3 separate regions of the Mus musculus genome follow, and all the other regions are linked to region 2. Evidence: chromatin contacts called from public HiChIP or PLAC-seq data. All regions are on one chromosome and are shown on one strand. The core of a region is the stretch at or near the end of the contact, and the rest is flanking DNA. Distances in the headings are between cores, read along the strand shown. Region 1 has its middle 79 kb from the start of Gm34637. Region 2 has its middle 4.4 kb from the start of Gm40271. Region 3 overlaps Gm34489 (a long non-coding RNA gene).

Region 1 (2,990 bases), core at 412-2,911, 310 kb after region 2:
TCACCAAGGCAGCCACTCCATTGCTTTGGTCGGTACTGCAAGTCTGGAGGCTACTTGTTCACTAAGACCTCTGAACCCAGTGAGGCAGCAGATGAGATGGCCCTATACTGGCCTTATCACTTGTCCAGCAGTTCGTGAGGCCACCATAATGCGCACAATCTCATGCACAGTGTAAGACTGCCTTTGGGAGGCAGATCCTGATGACTGGCCATTACCTCTACTTGCCTCACTGACCTGCAACCCTGGCAGACACTGCCATACAGATATTCTCTCTCCCCTCTCTCCCATTTCTTGCTATATAACAGAACTGTTTAGGAAAAAAAAAATCAAATCCAAGACAAACTCATTTTCCATTTAAGCGAATCGGGCTTGGTGTTGCAGAATAGAAATGATTGTCCTTTTGGCAAATTAAATAGGGTACCAGAGTGTTTGCCCTGAAACTGAAGCTGGATGCTCTGAGTGTGGGCCCTGCATGTCCTGATTCCCCAGCTTGAAGCCTGCACCTTCAGCCAGGCTGACAGTAGAGACTCAAATGCCTTTCTGATAACTCCTGCATGCCCCATGTTGCTGGGGCATTTCTCTTTGGAAGATCTTTATGGCCTACGACCCTGGTCACTGCAGGGCTGAAAAGACAACAAATTTATGGCAAGCCTGGAGGGCAAGAATCCAAGGATGCATTTCCCCAGCTTTCGGTTGGTAATTTATTTTTAAATGATCTTTCTGTTATTTATGAGTCTCAATGGCTCTGATGACCACAGTAAACTGTCTCTTATCAGACTAGCAAAACGAACCCGACTAAAAGAAAACTATCGCATTTCATCCCAGGAAAGACTCAGAATTTTGGCTGCCTCAGAAATACAGCTAATGCCTTGATTCCTTTTATCCTTGAGGAGCAGTTCTGCTCAGGGACACTAGGGACTCCGAATGTATAGGGGTCATACTGTCCTCTGGCTCTTTAGTGACTCACAGCACAAAGCACCACCCTCAGTTGAATCTAATAAAAGGTTCATGATGCCCACGGTGATGCTTGAAGCAGGAGAAGAATTGCAGAAAACATCTGGCCCTTGCATACTCAATAAATATTACCTGTGGGGCTGTTCTTCCTTCCTTCCTTCCTTCCTTCCTTCCTTCCTTCCTTCCTTCCTTCCTTCCTTCCTTCCTTCCTTCCTTCCCTCCCTCCCTCCCTCCCTCCCTCCCTCCCTCCCTCCCTCCCTCCCTCCCTTCTTCCTTCCTTCCTTCCTTCCTTCCTTCCTTCCTTCCCTCCCTCCCTCCCTCCCTCCCTCCCTCCCTCCCTCCCTCCCTCCCTCCTTTCTTTCTTTCTTTCTTTCTTTCTTTCCTTTCCACTTTGCTCATGGCTCTCCTTTGGGAATATACAGTCCAGAGCCCAGAATGGAAAGATTTTCATTTGCACATGCAGTTGAAGCTTTCACAATATGAATGCAGACAATAAACCCACTTGGAGTCCTGAGCCCTGATGTTCCAATACCATCAGAAGGTAGCGAGGCGAGCAAGGATGGCGATTTATTCTCCCCAGAAGCAAAGACTGGCTTCCACTCCAGCATAATTACAGTTAGCAGGGCCTTGTCTGAGGCTGATGATTCTCCCAAGTACACAACTGTCTATTGTTCTCCTGCAGCTTGTTACCATGGCGATCTAATTAAAGCAGCATCGGATGCTGCCAGCCCCAAAGGTAGGGGCTGTGTGTACATCTCCTAGTGGTTGGGGGCACACATCTTGCTCCTCGTGAGGGGCTTTCCAAATTCTGAATGGGAGTTCAGGATATGACTCATAAAGCGCCTTCGTTTTGGAAAGAGGCAGTTGCATGTTACTCTCTGTACTTTTTGAGGGGAAGGTGGTGAGACAGATACTGAAGCTTTTGTGACCTCCAGCAAATTGCTTACAATGTTTCATTCTCTGGTCCCTCTTGTATGACTGGGGCGGCAATATCTGTCTCCCAAAGAAAAGAAAAGGCCGTGAAAACATCTGTACAGAATGCAAGGGAGCATGCTGAGTGTTCCTACACTTCTGCAGGATCTGTTTACAACAGGATGAAGACAGAGGGGTCAATGGGAGGAAGCCTGGACTTTGGCTGGTAGGTCAAGGTCTAGATTATAGCTTTGAGGCTGGGGGGCGAATGAGATTTGTGGATTTCTTACCTAGCAAATATGATGGAGACAATGTCATCACTTCACATGACAATGACCATGCTGTACAAAATTGTGTGATATGTCTAACACACAACAGCCATTCAGTAAATGCAAGGCAATGGGAAGACCTTCCAGGGCTCTCAGTACAGGGGCCATTGCTATGATGCTCAGACAAAACCTGCTATTATGACCATGGCTTAGACGGTGCTTACAGTTCGTATACTGTACTCAGTGTGACCCAGTTAACTTCTTCATGCTACTAGTCCTATCTCCAAACTTGTAGAAGTGTGAGGAATCACAGGTTAGTCTCCATGCTCCTGTCTGTCAATGCTTAAAGGGCAGTAAACTCTTCCTTCTGGATACACAGCCTACTCCTTTAGCTCTGGCCACTTTTCTGAAGAATGAGAGATTACTTGGTGCTGATATACATACGTGTCATCTTCTGTAACCCTTAACATCCACCCTAAAATGCAAAGACCATCCTCATCCTATTCCTAAGATGCACAGCCACAGCTTTGGGGAGGTCAGCTGCCCCATCCAAGGTCTCGTCTTGTCAGTGGACCAGTATCTGATACCTTCACCCCAAGGCTGTGGTTTTTCTGAACCCCTGTACCATTTGGCCACTCCCTGGACTGTTGAGCTATGTGAAGCAGGCATCAAGTCTCTTCCCTTCCTTCAAGACAGGGTTTCAACATATACTCCAGTTATGAGCAGACATGAATCGGTATTACGTGAACTCTTCTTGGGGAGAAATGAATAAATGTATAGTCGCCCCAGATTGGGCACCAACCACCGGCCAACATAACTGTTCCACCAAAGTCCACATTGGAAAAACCAATGAGT
Region 2 (3,030 bases), core at 520-3,019:
TTTAATGTCTACTGCTGTCCATCTGTCATGATGCCCCCGGGAGTAGGTGCTGGGAGTGTGAAGATGGATCATGCTGTGCGCAACCAATGTGGGGAGGCTTGGAACCTGCTAATCCCGAATCAGTTTTCCGGATTCAGGGCCATAGGCTTCTCTTTCAACCCAGGCTTCCTTTACCTTTTCAAGCGTTTCCTTGTTCCCAGCGTGCCCTGTTCCTCTTGCTTCCTCTCTGTGTTCTCCTTTAAAACTCTATGCCTAGAAATACCTTTAAGTTCTTACATCCTCACTTTCTCACCTCGGCTCTGGGCCCCTGAACTACATGGCGGTCAATGTCATGGGTCTAACACTACTTCCTGAGAGTCTTCTGAGAATTTGCTTTTTCTGAACTGGAAGTCGGTGTAGACAGTAGCGCCAGGTCAACTGGTAAGTCTTCCTATTTTCCACTAAAGGAATCCAGCAGGCCTCCAGGATAGCTATCTTCACACAGCATTCACCTGCCCAGAAGGAAGAAGAGAAATAGGTGAAGCCAGGAAAAAATAAGTAGCCTGTTGGAAGCTTAAGATAATGCTGAAATACAGCGTCTGTCAGCCCCTGGACAGAGATGCTGAGAAGAGCAGACTGAGTTTCCAGATACCAGGCTGGAAGGGATAGTTAGGGAGATGTCTGTCTATACCTATATCGGCTGGCCTCCCCTCCCCTTTCCTCTTCCTTCTCCTCTCCTCTCCTCTTCCTTCCCCTCCCTTTTTCCTGCCTCCTCCCTTCTTTCCAACCCCCTCCCCCTTTCTTTTCTTTCTTTGCCTTCTTTTGTGCTTTTTGAGACAAGGTCTCACTTTGTAACCAACACCTGGCTTGAACTCATGGTAATCCTGTCTGTTTCCTCAGTGTTCATAAACTTCTGTATGCTCCTCTGAGTGGCAGGAGCAGGTAATATCTGGGGATCTAGGAGCTGCTGGGGCTAAGAGTTCACCAGTTCACAGAAGGGGAACTTGCCCAGAAGGTGCCCCTGTGCACTACAAGCTGATGCCCACCCACCTTCCCTGCCCGGATGCCACTGGTTACTTTTTCTTAAAGGACTTGGACGGGGGCCTTTCTCCGACTCCTCTCCAGCCCGTGGCTGAGCCAGCCAGCCTCCTCTCTGCATTGTCTTGGAGAGAGGAATCACCTGGGATTTAGGCTCATTTTTAACAATGTATCCTCATTTCCTGGGGACTAACAGCTTTGTGAGGGTCTCTCAGCAACCCGCGTCAAGGGGGAAGGGGATGGGACTCAAGATGCCTTTTGCTAATTAGAACCCCTTCAGCTCTCCTGTTACACAAGAATCCAGGGCACCACATGACCCTCTGCAAAGCTGCCTTTTTTTTTTTTAAGGTATTTTTAGCCAGAATCAAAGGGTGAGATTTTTTTTTTTTTTTCTGCTCAACTTTGCAACTGTAAGGCTGTGAACCTCATCTCACATTCTCCTTCCTTTTCTATAGATTCTACTGTCCTTACCCGGTTTCTCTATTTCTTTCTCCTTCCTGGAACTCTGCATGCGTGTGTGCGCATATGTGCACGTACGTCCATGCATGCAGGCGCACATGAGGGTGAGTGCATGAGCTCCTGTGTGTAGGTGTGAGGGCCTGGCGGGAGTGTGGCCGCGGTGCCAGGCAGCCATGCTGCATCTCTGGCTGCTCATTGTTCAGTTCCGTCTCCATGGTGACAGGAGCAGCTGCTCCATTCTGGGCCTTGGCTTGGCTGTGCAGGGCGGCCTGCCCGCCCGTCTGCCCGCCGGTCCACCCTCCCGTCCTCCTGCCCAGCCGTGGGAGCTGCCAGCTCTACGCCCTCCCGCTGCCCACAGGCCTTGCCAGGCTGGGCGCAAGAAAGCGTGTTTACTAACACCATCCACATGGCTCCTGGGGCACCGTGGCTCTGCCCAGAAGATGTCAGGCCCAGGGCACCGGGAGGTGGGCCTGGAGCCAGGCTGTCTGTAGCTGAGGGAAACCAGGCTGGCCAGCGGCTGCTGCTGCCGCCGCCGCCGCCTAGGTCTGCCAGCGCTCCCAGCCTCCAGGCAGGGTTGCAGGCACTTGTTCAGGGGCCCCAGAGAAGCCCTCTCCGAAGTCTCTTTCCCCCTTCCTGCCATGCTGTTTAATACTCTTCTCAATGTGCCCTAGTCCTAGTGTATTCCACCTGGTCATTTTACCCCTGGCAGTCTCCTCTGGTCCCCATAGTGGAATTATCCAATCTAACACCTTCACAGGCTTAAATTAGGAGCTGCCAAGTGGGAGGGACCTGAAGGATGTAGTCCTTTGAAATAACAGGCAGAGGGAGGGCAGGGTTGTGTCTACACCCCATCTGCCCTCAGAGGCCTGGGTGGGCTCTCCTGTGTGGCCCTTTTGAGCTCTGCATTCTTTCCCTCTGCTTCTCTTTCTCCTCCTTCCTTCCTTCTTCTCAGCCTCTCCTTCTCTCCCCATCAGTTTTTGTTTTTTTTTTTTTTCCGTGAAGGCCTCTGTTCTCTGTGTCTGTATGTCCATATGTACGTCTGTGATTGTGTGTGTCTCCGTTTGTGGTTTGGTGTTCTGGTGGGTGTCAGTCTCCCATCTGTGTAAATGTCACTAGTTCTGTGTGTCTCCCTCCATCTGTGTGTGTCCATGTTCCTGTGTGTATCTTTGTATGTGTGTATGTGTCAGTGTGCTTGTGTGTGTGTGTTTCTCCCTGTGTGTATATCTACTTATGTCTCCATCTGTGTCTATGCATATAAGAGAGAAAGATGGACCCCCTTTAGGAGGCTAACGACAGTCCTTCTTGGGAATGTCCCCACAGCCTCTTACTGAGGTCTAGTTCCCAGATCCTGGTATCAGAGTCTTGGAACCATAGGCTAACTTCCGTCATCCCTCCTGATGATTCTGCCAGCCTGGGACCCTTGGGGACTTCTGGGACCTGTTTGTCCCAGCAGTAGATCTGTAGCTTCCTGAGAGCCTATGACCCTCTACTGTGTGTGCACAGTGAAGCTTCATAGTACCTGACCTTGTGAAATGTTTTTCCTTAGAAATTTCA
Region 3 (3,144 bases), core at 172-2,671, 470 kb after region 2:
CTTATCCTTGCAAACTTCCAGTTTCCTAGAGTTATATTATGGGATATTCTTTGGATAGAGGCAAATAATCCCAAGTGCTGTCTCTAGGGAAGGGTAGTTGAGTAAGTCAGATGGTTCATTAAGAGACGTCTCCGTAAGTAACTGATATCAATCATTCCTCCATCTTTGGCTTTCTACCTAGACTTCAAGTCTGAAGTCTGTTTAGAGCCCTCTGATGATTCCAACAGCACCCTCTCCTGCACTGCTTTTTCCTCTGTTTTGGTCGGACATTGACTTCACTCCAGTTACCCGGTGTCTAGAATCCATCTGCTTCTCTGCAGAAATCTCCAGTGTTCTGTTGCACCTACTTGGGTTTTCTATATTATTTTTAAAATTACATTTATGTTTCCATTATGCTAATAGAAGTCAGGAAAGAGAAGGGAGATCTATGCATGTTCAGGTCTACATCATAACCCCTGAAAGCCCTCAGTCATGTTTTAAAATGCTGTACATTTTTGAAAGGATTATCTAGCGTGTTTGGTGTTTTTTCAGGTTTTTCTGGCTGTGTCATCTGGTTGCCATAGCCAAATACCACAGGCTGAGTATCTAACAGAAATATATCTCTCAGTCTCCAGGCTGAAAAGTTCAAGATCAAAGAATCAACAGATTTGGTTCCTGGAGAAGGTCCATGTCCTAGGTTAAAGATACCTTGTCAGTCTGATTTCATTGACAGGAGTGGGAGAAGGGGGAAAGAAAAAAAAAAAAAACCAGAGACTATTTTTTTTTCTTCTAAAGCAACAGCCTACAGGGTTAGAGTTGGGCTCATATAAACGTATTTTACCTACTTTTCCCTTAAAGACCGCATCTCAAAACACAATGCCATGGAGGCTAGACCTTCAATGTTTGAGTTTTGGATAAGCCCTAACTCATTGCGTTCCGGTCTCTAATCAGTTTATCATGAAGAAACTTACGTGTAAGCATGGGTTATGTTACTTAAATACAAAATAGTAGCACATTTGACTAAAACACTAGTTTGTGGTTCCAAAAATCATTTCTAAATATAAATCATTGAGATAAAACAAAGACAAAGAACTCAATGCAGTTGAGCATAGGTGAAGTCAGGTGTCACACACACGCACAGGTATACAGGTATACAAAGCATCCATGGAGGGGACTGGCTCTCCTCCCCTTCTCCTTGTGGGTGGTAGGTCCCAGTAAATCCCTATGTGCCACTTCAAATCCATTTGCTTGGCTTCAGTCAGACTCTGATGGGCCTTATCTTATTGGCAAAGGCACATAGCAATTAAAATGGCATTGACAATCTTGTGATCTGTCTCGTGTAACAGAAAATTCAGATTAAGGGAAGATTATGCTAATGGGAGACAATCTTAGAGCAGGAAGTGCTTTTTGAAGACAGCTTGTACAGTTCCCTGACTGACATACTCTGTCTATTACATTCTGCCTAATGGTCTCCTCTTGATCATCTCCAGTAACAAGGATCCTTTAGCCTCCAGAGGCAGCAGTTTTTCTTAAACAGCACAGCTAAAAAGCTTTAAACATAGCCTCAACCTAGCTCTACATACTTCCCAGTTGTGATTACTAGCTGTGTTCTCTGTAACATACAGGGAGAATTGAAATGGCTGTCACAAGCAAGAGGAATTTATATTTTATATGCTTAACAGGACAGGTAGGAAAGACTCTTAATGTCAGTGACGGTTGTCATTTCCCTATCTAAAGTCGCTTACATTTCTCAGGCGGGTCTTTTTACAAAAAGCAAAACTGTTAAGTGAAAGCTTTAAAAATAATTCCATTACCTACCTCACAAAGACAGAGTGACAGCTGATCATTAGGAGAAGAATGTCTTCAGAACTTGGAGAAAGATGAGATTTCATCCATCATAAAGCAAGATGCATGGCAGCATCCCACCAAGGGGGCTGTTTATTGCTGGCTCACATCATCTCTGCAGTTTTGCCTCATGAGACTGGAGACAAAGAACTCAGTGCAGGTGAGCACAGGCCAAGTCAGCCTCATGGCACAGATGAGATACACCCAGTCTGAAGGTGAACAACATCCACAGAAGCAACAAGCTGGGTGTTTTTAGAATGCCTGGGACAGCAGCTGCTTCTGCAGCCTGTCAAAAAACCTGAAGACTCTAGGAAGATGGCTAAGCCCCTGTCACAGATGTTCACTAAAGGATGATGTGGGTGCATCTGAGTGCACATTCTCTCTGTCCTTGGGATGTGTCTAAGCAACACTGGCCATGTCTACATGGGACTGAGCCAGGAGAGCTGCAAAGCCATGGCCATCTGGCCTTCACTTTATCATCTCTACAACTTAGATGTCCACAGTCATTGTCCAGTCAGTAGTAGAATATATTAATATCTAGAAAATATTAAACCATGCTATACGGCACTATGCAGTATATGGAAGCTTTGCTCCTTGATACACAGAGATCTTTCTCCTCTCCCATTATAGCTTGTGCTTCTTCCTGATATGGTCCACTTCACCACCCCACACTCTCCTGCTTGTTTCTCCTCATCCATCCATCTATTCATTTATCTATCCATGCGTCCATCCATCCACCCATCCATTCTGCTCCAACGACTCAGGCATCCTCATTGTTCTTGAAAGACTCCAGGAACCCCTCCCCCCACCCACGGCTCTTTGTATCTTGCTATGGCTGCTCTTCTCCCCGCTCCCTGCAAGGACCATTCCCTCACTATGACTAGGACTCTGTCTCTCCAGGTGTGATCTCCTCTTGCATACTTTTCTCCGCTGCTTCGCATAAACTACAAGTCACTGTCCCCTTCTTTCTCCTTGTTTTGATTTTACTTCTGTATTTCTTGATCTTCAGGGAGTTTACCAAAGCTCTCACATTCTAATCAAGGTAACAATGTGTATGCATGTTACAAATGTACGCATGAACATACATAAGTATTGTACTATACAAACTCACAGACGTCCCTTGACTCCCCAATAAATGGAAGGTTCATAGAGTTACGGGACTTCAGTGAGTTTGTATACTACTTTAGCCTCACTAACTAGGAGGTACAAATATTTCCAAAAGCACAGTTTAATAACACTTGTGCTATTTATTGAAGGATGAGGAGAGTTTTCAGAGGGTAGAATGCCCCTCTGGGAGTGCAGTTCAGAGTCTACAGACAT

What was found. HiChIP or PLAC-seq counts read pairs in DNA pulled down with a chosen protein or histone mark.
Region 1: an H3K4me3 HiChIP or PLAC-seq map of embryonic basal ganglia shows a contact between it and region 2, with 2.8 times the contacts expected there. The contact joins two enhancer-like sites. A contact is called at or near these places in 5 of 39 promoter capture datasets (cranial neural crest, frontonasal cranial neural crest, liver and 2 more) and 2 of 115 datasets of contacts at active chromatin or transcription factors (embryonic basal ganglia and neural tube).
Region 3: a contact with region 2 is called in an H3K4me3 HiChIP or PLAC-seq map of embryonic basal ganglia, with 4 times the contacts expected there. The contact joins two enhancer-like sites. A contact is called at or near these places in 8 of 39 promoter capture datasets (the C10 cell line, the HPC-7 cell line, cranial neural crest and 5 more), 1 of 484 Hi-C or Micro-C datasets (bone marrow-derived macrophages), 13 of 115 datasets of contacts at active chromatin or transcription factors (astrocytes, bone marrow-derived macrophages, craniofacial prominence and 10 more) and 1 of 9 other capture datasets (embryonic stem cells).

The regions. Positions count from the first base shown.
Region 1 is chr12:12,589,807-12,592,796 of GRCm38.p6, reverse strand. No RefSeq gene overlaps it. Among named protein-coding and RNA genes, the nearest start is that of Gm34637, 79 kb to the left of the region's middle. Within about 2 kb of position 1,661, at least 59 of the 459 cell types and tissues checked have an H3K27ac peak or open chromatin away from gene starts, as enhancers often do. A contact at or near this core is called in embryonic basal ganglia, where this site is marked.
Region 2 is chr12:12,903,525-12,906,554 of GRCm38.p6, reverse strand. No RefSeq gene overlaps it. Among named protein-coding and RNA genes, the nearest start is that of Gm40271, 4.4 kb to the left of the region's middle. Within about 2 kb of position 1,769, at least 141 of the 459 cell types and tissues checked have an H3K27ac peak or open chromatin away from gene starts, as enhancers often do. A contact at or near this core is called in embryonic basal ganglia, where this site is marked.
Region 3 is chr12:12,431,063-12,434,206 of GRCm38.p6, reverse strand. All of the region lies in intron 1 of Gm34489 (a long non-coding RNA gene), which reads right to left. Among named protein-coding and RNA genes, the nearest start is that of Gm34489, 12 kb to the right of the region's middle. Within about 2 kb of position 1,421, at least 6 of the 459 cell types and tissues checked have an H3K27ac peak or open chromatin away from gene starts, as enhancers often do. A contact at or near this core is called in embryonic basal ganglia, where this site is marked.